2 separate regions of the Pan troglodytes genome follow, and region 1 is linked to region 2. Evidence: chromatin contacts called from public Hi-C data. All regions are on one chromosome and are shown on one strand. The core of a region is the stretch at or near the end of the contact, and the rest is flanking DNA. Distances in the headings are between cores, read along the strand shown.

What was found. Hi-C and Micro-C count contacts between places; a contact is called where the count stands out from the background.
Region 1: a Hi-C map of stem cell-derived neural progenitor cells shows a contact between it and region 2, with 3 times the contacts expected there. The contact joins the enhancer-like site here to the promoter of SLC25A4 in region 2. A contact is called at or near these places in 1 of 7 Hi-C or Micro-C datasets (stem cell-derived neural progenitor cells) and 1 of 1 datasets of contacts at active chromatin or transcription factors (stem cell-derived excitatory neurons).

The regions. Positions count from the first base shown.
Region 1 is chr3:187,671,808-187,676,519 of NHGRI_mPanTro3-v2.0_pri, forward strand. No RefSeq gene overlaps it. Among named protein-coding and RNA genes, the nearest start is that of TLR3, 45 kb to the right of the region's middle. Within about 2 kb of position 2,939, at least 17 of the 24 cell types and tissues checked have an H3K27ac peak or open chromatin away from gene starts, as enhancers often do. A contact at or near this core is called in stem cell-derived excitatory neurons and stem cell-derived neural progenitor cells, where this site is marked.
Region 2 is chr3:186,782,262-186,786,844 of NHGRI_mPanTro3-v2.0_pri, forward strand. SLC25A4 (solute carrier family 25 member 4) reads left to right here and starts at 2,504. Exons shown (of 4, transcript XM_517556.8): 1 at 2,504-2,782; 2 at 4,074-4,560. The coding sequence starts at 2,672.

The DNA.
Region 1 (4,712 bases), core at 1,689-4,188, 890 kb after region 2:
TCAGTTCATGGGAGAGCTGGTTGTCTAAAATAACCTGGCACCTCTGTGATTGCCAGACAGGTTCTTCTTGCTGGCTGCACAGACAAAATCAATCCACTGAGACCACAGCATTGCAGTAGAGAAAGAGTTTAAGTGACACGAAGCCGGCCCACATGGGAGAACTGGAGCTATCATTCAAATTGGTCTCTCTGAAGGCTCAGAGGTTAGAGTCTTTATGACAATTTGGTGGGCGGGGGGTTAGGGAATGGGTGCTGCCGATTGGTTGGGGATGAAATCATAAGGTGCGGAAACAATCCCCGTGCTCTGAGTCAGCTGCTGGGTGGGGCCACAGGATCAGGTGAGTCAGGAGTCAGGAGTCCAGGTGGGGTCTGTCTGAAACACATCTCAAAAAACCCATCTTAGGTTCTACAGTAGTGATGTCATCCACAGGAGCAATTGAGAAGGTCTCAAATCTTGTGACCCCTGGCCATGTGACCCCTGAGTAGTTAGGGACTGTAGGAACAACACCTGTCTCTTAGCAGGTTCAGGCCCCTCCCATAATCCTAACCATGAGGTCTTTCATTGGTTCTAGAAAGGTGGTTCAGTTTTGGGAAGGGCTGTTATCATTTTTGTCTTAAGGTTAAACTATAAACTAAATTTTTCCCAAGGTTAGCTTGGCTTACATCCAGGAATGACCAAGGACAGCTTGGAGGTCGGAAGCAAGATGGAGTCACCTATGTCAGATTTCTCTCACTGTCATCATCTTTCCAAAAGCAGTTTCACCTCACTGCTCTTTCTCTTGCTCCCTCTCTTGCCTTGTGATACGCTGGCTCCCCCTGAGTCTTCCACCATGATTGGAAGCTTCCTAAGGCCTCACAAGAAGCAGATGCTGGCAACACACTTCCTACACAGCCTACAGAACTATAAGCCAAAGTAAACTTGTCTTTATAAATTATCTGGTCTCAGGTATCCCTTTATAGCAATGCAAAACAAACTAATACACCAGAGAAGCCTGAAAAACTGAATTCCCCACCACAATGGGAAGGGATGTCAGACACGCCTCGCTATGCCCCCTCCCTTTGGAGTTTAGGTACAACTGACCAGCATTAACATGAAAACAGAGATCATAACACTGACAAAACAGACTCCATGGCAATAAGATAACAAATTCCAACCTGACTCTGGTATAGCATCATATGACAGATAGCACTCTCTGAAGGAAATCAAGTGTATTTTACCTTAAAATATATTTCATTGACATATTTTGAAATGGCCCTTCAAAGCCATCTTTCATGGAGGAAGTTTGTAGAGAATCTTCATTCATGCAGCCTGGCCTTTCCCGATCTAGGAGAGATTAACTAAGAGTCTGACACCTGGCTGGGCATGGTGGCTTACGCCTGTAATCCCAGCACTTTGGGAGGCTGAGGCAGGCAGATTACAAGGTCAGGATATCAAGACCATCCTGGCTAACACAGTGAAATCCCGTCTCTACTAAAAATACAAAAAATTCGCTGGGCGTGGTGGTGGGCGCCTGTAGTTTCAGCTACTCGGGAGGCTGAGGCAGGAGAATGGCGTGAACCCGGGAGGCGGAGCTTGCGGTGAGCCGAGATCGCGCCACTGCACTCCAGCCTGGGCGACAGAGTGAGACTCTGTCTCAAAAAAAAAAAAAAACAGAGTCTGACACCTGTTAAGTTCTGAAAAGAGACATTCAGTATCTATTCTCTCTGAAGGCTGCTACCTGGAGGCTTCATCTACATAACAAGGACCTTGCCTTCCACAACTCCCCTTATGTGAATCCAAGCATTTCTTTCTACCAACTTCAAGCCTTTAGACAAAGCTTAACTGTTTCAAACAATTGCCAATCAGAAAATCTTTGAATCTACTTATGACTTATAAGCCCCCCACGTCTCACCTTTGAGATATCCCACCTTTCCAGGCAGAACCAATGTACACTGTACATGTACTGATTTATGTCTTTGTCTGTAACTTCTTTCTCCCTAAAATCTATACAACCAAGCCATAACCCGACCACCTCAGACAGCCTCTGTCAGGACCCCTTGAGACTGTTCTCTGAGTCATGGCCACTCCTATTGGTGCAGAATAAACCTCTTCAGCTGTTTTACAGAGTTTGGTTTTGCCAGTAACACTCACGCCTTGCACTTTGTCCACCTCGTCCTTGGGGTATCCTCACTCTAAACCACAGTGTTTAGTATATGGTTGGCACTTGATACATATTGCTGAATAAATGATCAGGCCCTTTAAGAACTGGGTAAGAACAAAACAAAAGCAAGACTGCCCTTTCTATGGAAAAATAAATACTTAGATGTCCAGACATGTTTATACTCAACTTCCTGAATTTCCCAAAAGGAAATGCGGGGAGGGGATGAGATGAGGTCTGCTCTAGTTAACTTGCTTGGAAGCAGCAATTTTGATCATGGAACTCTTAAAATGTATGTGACCTTCCAAAAAAAATAAAGAGGGGAAATAGTTCCAATGTTCCAAACTCCCTCTTTGGGTCTGAAACATGTGTCACTGGCAGGTCACCCTCCTGGGAGTGCACGTCTGAAACATGTGTCACTGGCAGGTCACCCTCCTAGGAGTGCACATCTGAGACATGTGTCACTGGCAGGTCACCCTCCTGGGAGTGCACGCCTGCACGAAGCCCATGTTTGGCTGTGCCTGGAGTGTCTCCATTAGCGCTGGCACATAGTGCTACAGCCTGCGCCAGCTGCTTTTCAAACAGATTCACTGGCAACAGAAAAGGAAAAAAAAAAATCCAAGGTCTTAGGGTACATTTTTTTCATTCTCTTTCTACAGCTAAAAGGAAGCTGGAAGCTTGAGAAGGATTCACAGTAGCTGAATAATAGCCAGAAAGGGAGATTAGCAAGGAGCATTGTGAGAGCTGGGAGATTTTTCTTGGGTTTAGCACGAGAAGAATGTAATGCTGTGTGTGTTTGACTTGCTCATTCTGTTGGTGTCCCCCCTCCCTTGGCTCCAGAGCCCCTGTACGCCTTCCCTCTTCCCTTGCCAGGAAGGGATTGACATGGGGTCAGTCATGAAGACGCTGTCTCCCAGCCCCACCCCAAAGGTCACAGCAGGAGGCTGCTGCAGGCTGCCTCTCAGGCTGCCAGTGGGAACAAAGATGAGGGCTGCTCAGCTCTTTTCTGGCTACCCAGGGAGAACAGTAAATCCCCTGGTGCCGCAGAGAGACCTGGACTTGGCGTGGAGACATGCTCCTTCCAAGTGACTAATTGTCAGATTTTCTTATTTCATAAGGCACGCCAGCAATGAACAAGCAAGCAAAGGGACAGCAAATTAAGAAAATTACTCTAATTTATTGGTAACAATCAGCTTTCATTTTCCTCTTTTCCATGGAACTTCTTCCTAATGACCTCCCCTCCTACAGCTGTGTCATTTGGATAAACTCACATCTCTCAGACATTTTTTAATGAAATTTGAGGCTATTCACGAAGGAGGAAGGGGAGGAAAAAGAGAACTCCTTATGCTCATCTCCCTTCATATTGTAGCTGGTTCATAATGAGCACAGTGTCTTTTGAGATGTACTTGAAGGCATATTTTTCCATTTCCCGTAAATCTTCATGCTCTGGGTGTCCCAGTCATTGAAGCTGTGGGTTGCAGTGCTCCAAGAGTAAAAGGGTTCAGGAAATGCGACCGCAAAATATACTGATTGCTTCAAATGGAGGGCACTGGAGGAGCAGCAATGCAGGGAGGGGCTTTCTCTGAATCTGCCTATCCACCTAAAAACCCAACTCTCCAACAGGAGCTCAATTGTCATGCATCTCCTCCCTGGGAATCTCATCAACCTGGGAGGATTATCCAGGAGAGACTTGGGGTCCACAGGACATCCAGGCAGACTCAGTCACAGGCATCACCCATTCACCTTTCCCCAGGTCATTCGCTCACCCCAGGCTTCCCGCACCTCCCCTCTTTCCCTGGGAAGAGGTTTGTGGGCTTCCAGACCACACTGGGTTTGGGCACTCACTTTTCTTCCCTGGGCTGCCCCTGTGCATATAATACATGTGTTTGCCTTTTCTCCCACTCATCTGCCTACTGTCTGCGTATTTCATAGACTCAGTTATCAAACCTTCAGAGAGCAGGGGGGTTGTCTTCCCTCCCCTACAAGGGAAAAGTGGCTTCCTGCTCTTCCAGTTTACAGGTATATGCTTGGACAGTCAAACCTGATTTTTGTTGCTGTCTGCAGCAAGACAGTAAGACCATAGGCTAGACTTTGGAGAGAGGATGAGAGCAAGGAAAAGTGAAAGAATAAGAGTGAGCAAAAGTGAGGAAGAGAGAGAGAAGAGAGAATTTTATGAATCTCTTAAGCATATGCGGAACTCAGCCTGGAGGTCTGTGATCACATGATTGGCCCAGGATGGGAGGTGGGCTGCCTTTGTGCCTGGAGGGCATGGCCAGGAGACCCCCGCTGCTGTAGAGCAGGAGGAGGATGCAATGGATGGGAGGGGAGCAAACTGTTGTTCTGTTCCCTTTGTGCTGAGAGATGGTGGAAAGAGGAGAGAGAGGCAATGTGGGCAACCAAGCATTGAGGAAACGGAGCACTTACTGAAGAAGAGATTTTAAATTAATAAATTCGGTTGAACAAAATCTTGATTCGCAGTCCTGCCCCATTCCTAACGCTGGCAGGTTCAGGCTCAGGAGTGAGATGTGATCACTTGTAGAGAAATTGAGAAGTCACGTGTGTTTAATCCATGAGA
Region 2 (4,583 bases), core at 1,254-3,753:
TCATCATCATACCATAGATCTGTTCATAACACTAATAGAATGATATAATAAATATCAAAAGGAAAACAACAAAATGAAAAACATTCAACACATATTTATTGTCCCAAATATATAAAGAATTGTTGTTAATATAAATACTCTGCTTTCACTCCAGCAGTAGTCAAGGAAGATTAAAAGTTTATACAAAAGGGAAACCTTGTCAAACTGTCAAATTAAATTGAATCATATGGAATATATACAGCATCATAGTAATTAAGTAAATACAAACGAAAACTCATAAATAACTCACAAATAACCAACTCTCTATTTTTTTAAAGCCAGTGTTGGAGGACAGTGTGAGAGAAAGCCCATCTATATAACTGGTGGGTTGGTATTTCTGAAGAGCAATTTGTCAATATCTAGCAAAAGCTATAAAACTTTAAAAATCTTAAATCTATCCATTCCATTTGGGAAATATATGAGAAGAAAAAACTTAGAGGAGAAAATGAAGTTTGTGTAAGTTTCAATATAGCAGTATTAGTTTTCTTTTCTTTCTTTCTTTTCTTTTCTTTTCTTTTTTTTTTTTTTTTGAGTCAGAGTCTTTCTCTGTCGCCCAGGCTGAAGTGCAGTGGAGTGATCTCAGATCACCATGACCTCTGCCTCTTGGGGGTCTCGTGCCTGAGCCTCCTGAGCTGCTGGGATTCCAGGCACGAGCCATCACGCCAGGCTAATTTTTGTATTTTTAGTAGAGATGAGGTTTTGCCATGTTGGCCAGGCTGGTCTGGAACTCCTGACCTAGGTAATCTGCCAGCCTCAGCCTCCCAAAATGCTGGGATTACAGGTATGAGCCACCACACCCGGCCTATTTTTCATCATAAAAATAAGACACAATTCTAATGCACAACTAAAAGGAAAATGGAGGTATAAAAGCAAGTGCTCTATATTACAGGATGGGATACAGTACGCTATTATAATTAAAAAGGTTTACTGTGTGGATTATGCTGATCCATGGAAATCAGTAAGTGAAGTTTTGATAAAGTGGAGCAAGTGACGAATACTGAACTGTAAGGTCTTTGGAGATGGGCCATGTCTACTTATATTCAATCCACAGGGCTACACTTAGTTCTTGGTACACAGTACATGCTCAGCAAGAGTCTGTTGAATGAACACATACATGGTTTATCTGTTTGTCTCTTCCGAGTTCTTGACTTCTGTCTGCTCTGACCTCTGGCAACTTTCCACTAGTTTCTAGCTTTCATTCTGCTTACCTGGATTTCGGAACTCTAGCCTGCCCCACTCTTAGATAAACGCATGCCCTCTGTGGCCCTGGAACCTTAGTGACTTCTGCTATACCAAAGTCTCCAGGCCCAGGGTGACACGCAGCTGCAGCTCCATGAACCTCTAACATGATGTCAGCAAATATTAAAAAAAAAAGCTTATAAAAACAATGAATAAACTTTGTTAAAGGTACAAATGAAAATTAGCAAACATGGGAAGATAATTGAGTAAAGAGTTTAAAGTTAAAAACTAATTGCAGTCATTCTAGGGGAAGGAACAGTTGTATTTGAAAACCTGTATGGTTACATGAACTGCCTAAAAAACAAGCTAAGGAAAATTAAAGCTCAAATTTATATATTTTAAGAAATTAATTGCAATTAATTTCCTGGGATTAAATAGCATTTCCTCAACCCCAGCTGTCATTAAAAAGAGGCAAATACAGCCAAGGACTGGATCTTTTCTGGAAGGCTGACAGCACTGACCCTCAAGAAGGCACCGGCTGACAGAACATTCTGCCCTAATATGTGCTGAAATTCCGCTGAGAGCAGAGTGGTACATTAAACCCTTTAGGGGCTTACAAAAGAAGTGTCCTATGTTTTAGAGTCACAGAGTTTTGCAAAAACAAGTATGAATTCACCTAGTGGTCCCCTGCACCAGGTCTTTCCTGTGGGCACTGAGTGCCAGACACATCAATATGTAATAGCAGAATGAATGACTGAAAGAACGATTGAATGAAAAGAAATGAGAGGCAGCAGGTTGTCAGATTCTATGAGGCAATCACAGCATCAGGTGACCTTAGTATCTATTTGAGAGGACTGCCATTTATTCTCGGGAGCGCACGGCTCTAAAAAGGCCCATATCCAGGCAGTGAGCTCTGGTTGGGGGCGCCTTTAGATGCAAGCAGGAGGAAACAGCTCGAAATCCCTGGGCCTGAGCGCGGCCCGTGCAGGCCGGAGGGTCAAGAACTCTCCACCGGCGGCAGCGGCCGGGTGTCTGCCCCGGCTTCGCCCCGGCCTAAGGCTGCCTGTGCTATAAATACGCGGCCCACATGCCGCGGTGACACGGTGTTCCCTGGGCTCGGCGGGACAGATAACATGAATGTGCCCTTTAAACGTCCCAAGTTGCAGGGACAGCCCCCGGCCCAGCCTCGCTCCCGGAAGCGCCTTCGCCCCCGATGCCCTCTGCAGCTGGGAGGAGGGGGCGCCTCGCACCTGCCCAGCCAATGCGCGGCGCGAGCGCCGGCCGCGACCCGCCTCCTCTCGCGAGAGCCCGGCGGGGATATAAGGGGGAGCTGCGGGCCAGGCGGCGGCCCCTTAGCGTCGCGCGGGGTCGGGGACTGCGCGGCGGTGCCAGGCCGGGCGTGGGCGAGAGCACGAGCGGGCTGCCTGCGGGCTGAGAGCGTCGAGCTGTCACCATGGGTGATCACGCTTGGAGCTTCCTAAAGGACTTCCTGGCCGGGGGCGTCGCCGCTGCCGTCTCCAAGACCGCAGTCGCCCCCATCGAGAGGGTCAAACTGCTGCTGCAGGTGAGGACCGCGCGGTGCAAGAGGCGGGCGCGGGCGCGGGCGCGGGCGCGGGCGCGGCGGGCCGGGCGGGGCGCGCGATGCGGCGCGAGCTGCAGGGCGCGGGGCGCCAAGGAAAATCTGCGCCAGGCCACAGGCCCGGGCGCCCGCCCGCCCGCCTGCGGGGGAAGAAGGTGCCCTCTGCGTAGAGACAGGTCCAGCGTCAGTCGCAGATTCCTGGTGTCGGGTGGCGCCCGGCGTTCGGGTGTCTATATATGGAAACCCACCCGGAGCCGGTTTACGTGTGCCAGATCCTGCGCCCGTGACAGCACGGGCGTGCACTCAGGCCCGGAGGCACCTAGTGATTGCCAGTATTTTTGGCACCGTCTTATGCGCACGCACCTTTACAATAAAAACATCAAAATAATCATCACCCAAGAATTCCCTTATCGTATCTCATGCACAATGCTGTATGTAGGCTGACGCCTTCATCTTTATGTAACCTCTGTGAGACAGTTATTCTTCTCCATTTTACAGATGAAGCTGAGGTTTTGAAATATTAAGAAACAATTTTCGGAATAAACTTAGATCATCCTGTCTCCAAATCTTTTCCTCCCCTACCTGGTCTCTGAATGGTTTATCATCCTCTCGTGTTTTCCTCCACCTGCCCAAAAGGTCAGGGCCCCTCAATGAGGAAGAGCCCAATTTGGGAGTCAAAATTACTAACAACAAAACCCCCACAAATTGCTCACAACGGCAGCAAACCCTCAATAATTGATTACTTGGATTATCTGCTTGAAAACTTTGGAGGCCTAATGTTTAGTGGATTTATTCTCCTTCCTCTATTAGAGCATCTAGTAGAGAGCCTCATCTCCAGGGTGATCAGAGTGACACTGAGAAATTGTCATTTTTTGGCCATCATGTCTATTAAATCCAAAGCCCTTTGAAGCAGGGAGTGTTACTCATTTCTGTCCCCCAGTAAGCCCCTCATACAGTTCTCAAACCTAGGGAAAGTGAAATAAATAAATGGCTATAGCTTTATATAATTCAATCACCTTTTCAGTTTATTTGGGGCAACACCTTTTCCCTCAAATACCCTAATAATTGAAGCAACATTGGATTATTTTGGCTTGTTATCCAGTAACTAACATGGATAACAGTATCGATTTACACGTCCTCAATATCCGTTTGATTTCCTCATCCTTTTTTTCTTCAAAAAAAAAAAAAATCTAGGAAGTGCAAACCTTTTTTCTCCTGTCCTCTTCCCTTCTCTCTGCCCTGCCTGTCCTCTGTCACCCACCCTCCCCTCCACCAGGTCCAGCATGCCAGCAAACAGATCAGTGCTGAGAAGCAGTACAAAGGGATCATTGATTGTGTGGTGAGAATCCCTAAGGAGCAGGGCTTCCTCTCCTTCTGGAGGGGTAACCTGGCCAACGTGATCCGTTACTTCCCCACCCAAGCTCTCAACTTCGCCTTCAAGGACAAGTACAAGCAGCTCTTCTTAGGGGGTGTGGATCGGCATAAGCAGTTCTGGCGCTACTTTGCTGGTAACCTGGCGTCCGGTGGGGCCGCTGGGGCCACCTCCCTTTGCTTTGTCTACCCGCTGGACTTTGCTAGGACCAGGTTGGCTGCTGACGTGGGCAAGGGCGCCGCCCAGCGTGAGTTCCATGGTCTGGGCGACTGTATCATCAAGATCTTCAAGTCTGATGGCCTGAGGGGGCTCTACCAGGGTTTCAACGTCTCTGTCCAAGGCATCATTATCTATAGAGCTGCCTACTTCGGAGTCTATGATACTGCCAAGGGTGAGAGAGGGGCATCAGGGGAG